2 separate regions of the Canis lupus genome follow, and region 1 is linked to region 2. Evidence: chromatin contacts called from public Hi-C data. All regions are on one chromosome and are shown on one strand. The core of a region is the stretch at or near the end of the contact, and the rest is flanking DNA. Distances in the headings are between cores, read along the strand shown.

Evidence for each region. A called contact is a pair of places that touch in the nucleus more often than the background predicts.
Region 1: a Hi-C map of skin fibroblasts shows a contact between it and region 2, with 2.5 times the contacts expected there. The contact joins two enhancer-like sites. A contact is called at or near these places in 2 of 9 Hi-C or Micro-C datasets (amygdala and skin fibroblasts).

The regions. Positions count from the first base shown.
Region 1 is chr9:22,246,965-22,249,664 of UU_Cfam_GSD_1.0, forward strand. No RefSeq gene overlaps it. Among named protein-coding and RNA genes, the nearest start is that of RARA, 8.6 kb to the left of the region's middle. Within about 2 kb of position 1,352, at least 9 of the 20 cell types and tissues checked have an H3K27ac peak or open chromatin away from gene starts, as enhancers often do.
Region 2 is chr9:22,041,481-22,044,180 of UU_Cfam_GSD_1.0, forward strand. It overlaps CCR7 (C-C chemokine receptor type 7), which reads left to right. Exons shown (of 3, transcript XM_038547377.1): 3 at 1-1,999. Among named protein-coding and RNA genes, the nearest start is that of CCR7, 23 kb to the left of the region's middle. Within about 2 kb of position 1,336, at least 4 of the 20 cell types and tissues checked have an H3K27ac peak or open chromatin away from gene starts, as enhancers often do.

The sequences.
Region 1 (2,700 bases), core at 102-2,601, 210 kb after region 2:
CAAGGATGGGGGTGGGGGAGCCAAGGCAGAGAGGGTGACCTAGATTTAGGAAGAGAATCCTGTCTGAGAACCCCCATCCCCCACCCCAGCCATAACTACTATTTGCACCAGGCTGCCCAGCACACTATCCTCTGGGGTCTTTATAGAGGTGTCCCTCTCAAGCGAGTGGGGCTTGCTACCGATAGCCATTTTTTACAAATGAAGAAACTAAGTCGGCTGTCTTCCTGGTGTTGGCCTCACTGAAATAAATGCTCCTGTCTCACCAAAACAACAATAAAAAAAAAAAAAAGAAGAAGAAGAAGAAAAGAAAGAAACTGAGCCTTCAGTATAAATGCATAGACATGCTCACACTCAGAATCTCTGCTTCCTGAGTCTAGAGCAGAACTAAGTCTGAAGTCACTCCATTATCCACCCTTTCCTCCAAAACCAAACCTTCCGGGAGCCAGGGAGTCACGGAGAAATGCAAAGCATACCCCACACCTCGATAGAGTTACCAGATGGGGACACGCCACCCACTCCACCCCACAGAGAGCTACAGGGCTTCCCCCAAAGTGTGACCAGCCTTTCCTATCATTCTTCCCCAGTCGGCTACGCTCAGAGGCAGTACACACACACATTCACAGTTACTCAGACAAGTCATACATCCCTCCTGCAAACCCACTAAGCCAGAATGAGATGCCCTAGATCTTCAGAGAGCAGGCTTTGTCAGCCCCCAACTAGAGGGAAAAATAAGCCACTGTAAACAGTAGGTGCCATTCAGCCCTTTCCCAGGGAGCCTGTAGGAGGGGAGAAGCCTGGGGGTAACACCAGGAGCCTGAGGCTCTGAAAGCCGAGAAACCCAGGGAGCTGGCATGGCTGGGTGGCCTCCCTGATCTGGTCCACACCCCCTTCCCCAGCCATCTGGGCTGAGTCTGTGCTGGCCTGGGCCACACTCTGGGATCTCTCCCTGTCGTCGATGCACACAGCCACCTTTATCAGAAGCTTATAGATCTTAAAACCACAAGGTCTACACACACACACACACACACACACACACACACACACACACGGGGGTGGGGGGGTGTTTCTTGCAATAGGTGCCAAGGTGTTGGCAGAGATGGGGGCTCCAAGCTGAAAGAACTTTCCCTAGAGGAACAGGTCACCAAAACGCACTCACAACCTCCACTACCCTCCAGCAAAGCCTTTAGCACCCAAGTGTGAGATGAGCCCGGAAAGGGGCATCGGGTCCCCTAGAAGGTGAGTAGGGAGCTGGGGGATGCCCAAGTCCCAAGCTCTTGGGGCGGGGAGGCCGGGAGGAAGCCGGAGAGAAATCCCCCGGAGGCTCCCGTCCCTCTCCCGCTCCCTCCGCTATCCGCCCGTCACCGCCAATTCTCCCGTCGAGGTGAGGTGGGGGAAGGGGGATTAAGCAATACTGCAAAGGAGGGTGCAAGGGCGTGGGGCCTGGGCAGACCTCCCCCTTCCACTTTCCATTCTTAGCCTGAGATCGGGCAGCGCCGAGACGGGGGGGCGGGGGGGCAGCGCAGGAAGGGCGCTGTAGGGTGCGAGGGCTCCGAGCTCTCAGACACCCCAGTGTTCCCAGGCTCCCACCTCCCAGGACCACAGTGAGCAGTGGGGGAGGAGGGATGGGGAAAGCCTGAACTGGCGAGAGGGAAACGACCCCATCAGCAGCTGGGAAGCCCGGCGGAAGGCGGCCGAGGGGGAATTGGGAAGGGGTGCGCACGGTCCTACCTGCTCAGGTGCGTGCTGGCAGGGGGGCGATGGGGTTCCCAGGAGAACCGGGGAAGCCCTCTCAGCTCGATTCAGGATTCCCCCCTGCTTCTGGGTTAGGCTGCTGCAAGAGGCTCGGGTTCCCGTTGGGTCCTAAAGCCCACTCTCCAAACAGGAGGCTCTCCCGCCCTCTTCCCCCAGCCCTGCCTGGGTCAGCGGGTGCAGAGCTGACTGATGGGGCTGAAGGAACTCACTGGGAGAAAGGCGGCGATCTGAGTCATGGGCTGGGGACCGGAACAGTGCTCAGTCTCAAATGCACAGCACAGGCATAAGGGTAGGATAATATTTGACAAGAGGAAAAAGACATGTCTTCCTGCCTGTCCCCAGCAGATGATTTGGGCTTTGATGCTGAAGATGGGGGTTAAGATTTCCTTCCTTATCACTCCTGCTAAGCCACTGAGCCATTGAGAATTTGGGGATAGAGGCATTCACCCCATGACCCTCATAGGGCACGTCCAGGGACCCCTCCCCACTATTCCCAAATACCTAGGAGGCCCCCAGGGGAGGAGGGGGCGATCCCCACACCACCCTGTGCCGCGGAAGTAACAGGGTGGCAGTTGGAAGCTGATAGAGTTTCATACCCCGGTGGCAGCGCCAGTTGTGTGTACCCGGGGGTGTGTCAAAGTGGGCAGACATGTACATACAGGTGAGAGCGTGAGCAAGTGGGGCTGGGGGACTTTGGGTTACAACCCTCACCAGAAATGGCAATTGTCAGTGGAAGAATGAATGAGATGCAGAACCGAGAGGTCACCTGATGCCACTACCCAGCCCTTAATAGGATCTCCTGAAACTTTACCAGAATGAATACGGTAAAGAAAGAGAATATTTATCACAGGTACCATGGGGGATAAATATAGGGGGCAGAGGGGCCTCTTAGCACAATTAGATCAACTTCAAGGTTACGGATCCAATTTAGAATAGGTGATCTTCTCA
Region 2 (2,700 bases), core at 86-2,585:
CGAAAGAGGCAGCGGGAGGGGAAGCCCAGGGTGCCCATCTTGCAAATGCCCTTCCAGAATTTGTGGGAGAGGCCCCAAGCCTGTGCCAGCAGCAGTGACCCAGAGACATGGGTCTGAGCTGAGCTTTGGAAAGAACCAAGTTTTCCCCATAACCTCGATGGCTAGGAGCTCTCCCTGACCTTTAGCAACATACACTCACTGGTCTACTCGTCTGTCCCTGCTCGGTCTGAAACCAGAGCCCCTGATGCTTTGTCATTTCCTTCAAGTTCCCTGGTTGTTTAGAGGGAAGGCCTCCCCCTGGGCACGCAGACCACAGCGTGCTGGATGAAGGAGGCTTGAGATGGCACCCATGTGATAGGCTGCACCTTTTGCTGGAAGCTTGAAAGCCAGGGTCATCCACGACCCACCCTCCTGATCCCTATTGCAGCAGCAGCCCATGTACCCATGGTGGAGGAGTGGGGATCAAGGGACAGCCACTACCCCCTGCCCATATCCATGTCCTATCAGGGTGCTCTGATGCCCCCAAGCTAGAGAGGAGGTTAGCCCAGGCTGTGATGCATGAGGAGCTGTCTGAAGGGCCCAGCACAGCAAGAGCTGGGGGCCTGGCAGGGGGAGGTGGGTGGGGACACTCATGCAAAGGTGATTCCATCAATTTTCCAAAGTGAAGAGAGCTTGCCTGGTGATGAAGCCCATTCTCTAATTTCACAATAAGCACATGACACTGCCCTCCTCCACAGGATGCACTGGGCATTATTTGTTAGCCAAGACACCCCAGGGGAAGCGAAGCCAGCACAGGCGCAGCCAGCGTGGAGCAGTGCCTGTTGCAATAGCATCGAATGTTAAAAGGTGCAGTGGTGATTGTGTGTGCACATATGTGGGGTGAGAGGGGTCCCCGAGAGGAGCACAGAAGCACTGGGCCCACTGGTGTACACATCCTAATGCAGTACAGGCAGGAAACCGATCCTCAGCTCCTGAATGGAGGAATTCAAAGGAATGCTCATGAACAGGAAGCCAGGCCAACCGCACAAACACGCCATCTCGGCTTCAAATACATTTTTCTAAAGTAATTGGACATCTCTGAATATTTACAAAGACAGCAAAACCCCAGCAATGTTAATTCCCCAAACTGCTCTATCTCGGCTCCTTGCTGGCCTGGCCACTGCTCCCTTGCCCAGTGCTCTCATGTGTCTCCCCTGAACTTAGGGAGGACCCCTAGGAGGAAGGAACAGACTCACTGGGGAGCCCCCTCACCCAGGGCTTCTCTCTCTCTCTCTCTCTCTCTCTCTCTCTCTGTCTCATCTGTTTCATACAACTGCCCCATCTTCCTGGGCTCATGGCCCCAAAGCTCCTCCTCCCCTCTTGCAGCTCCCCCTGTTTCCCATCCCCAGCCTCCCTGGATGCAGCCCCAAGACAAGTCTGTCCTTCCAGCCAGAAGCACTGAACCTCAAGAATCGTGGATTCACAGAGCTGCGAGGGACCTCAAAGATTAGCTGGTCCAACCCAATCATTCTCTAGATGGGGAAACTGAGGCCCAGAAGAAGGAACTGACTTGCTTGAAGAGATATTGCAATATAAGGATACTGAATAAACTTGCCTTGGGGGGCCTAAGGATCTGGCAGGATGGATGAGAGGTGGATGAGGGAGAGCAGATGCTCGGAAGCCTGGCTGACTGTGAACCTCATCTCTATTGCTTCCCAGCTGTGTGACCTTCAGCTGTTGCTCAACTGCTCTGAGTCTCAGATTTCTCAACTGCAAAATGGAGAGGATTTGGCAAACGTCTAGCCTGGTGCCTGGAATATTGAATGTGGTGATGAGGAGCACGGGCTCTGCGGCCAGACTGCCTGGTTTGAATTTCAGCTGCGCTACTTGGGCTCCTTACTTAGTCTCTCTGTGTTTCAGTTTCCTAATCTGTGTGATGGGGAAAATCATAGCACCTACCTCCTAGGACTGTTGTGAGGAGCAAATAAATACATATATGTAAAATGCTTAGAAATCCTTATGGAAGTGTTGTGTTGTGGATAATCATTAAGAAATGTTTAATACATGATAGCTAAAAAAAAAAAAAAAAAAGTTGCTAACCACAAGGAAACCAAATTCAATTACCTAGCCCCATTTCCCTACAACTTATAAATCAAGTTGAAGGACAGCTGGAAGATTAGTCAGGTCACATTCCACCAGTTGTACAGGTAAGTCAACTGAGGCTCAGAGAGGTAAATTACTCACCTGAGGTCTCTTAGGAGTTCTTGGCCATGATAGAACTTGAACCCAGGTTCCCGAGCTCCATTCAGAGCTCTTCCTAGAGACCTCCTGCACTCTTCTGTATTCCCCTACACGCCCACCCTGGCATATGCTACCCCCATCCCAGACCATCTAGCTCTGCTATGGCAAGCACCATCCCTCCTGTCCTGTGACCAGGTCCTTAAGGAGCATCTCCCCTTGCCCCCATAAATAGTCCCTGTTCTTGCTATTGAGTCCAGGAAAATGAGATACAAAGAAAAGAAATATGGTGGGGTGTCCGGGTGGCTCAGTTGGTTAAGCATCTGCCTTTGGCTCAGGTTGAGCCCCGGGTCCTGGGATCAAGCCCCTCATTAGACTCTCTGCTCAGGGGAGAGTCTGCTCCCTTTCCCTCTGCTATTCCCCTAACTCATGCTTTCTCTCTCTCTCTCTCTCTCAAATAAAATATTTTTTAAAAAATAAAAG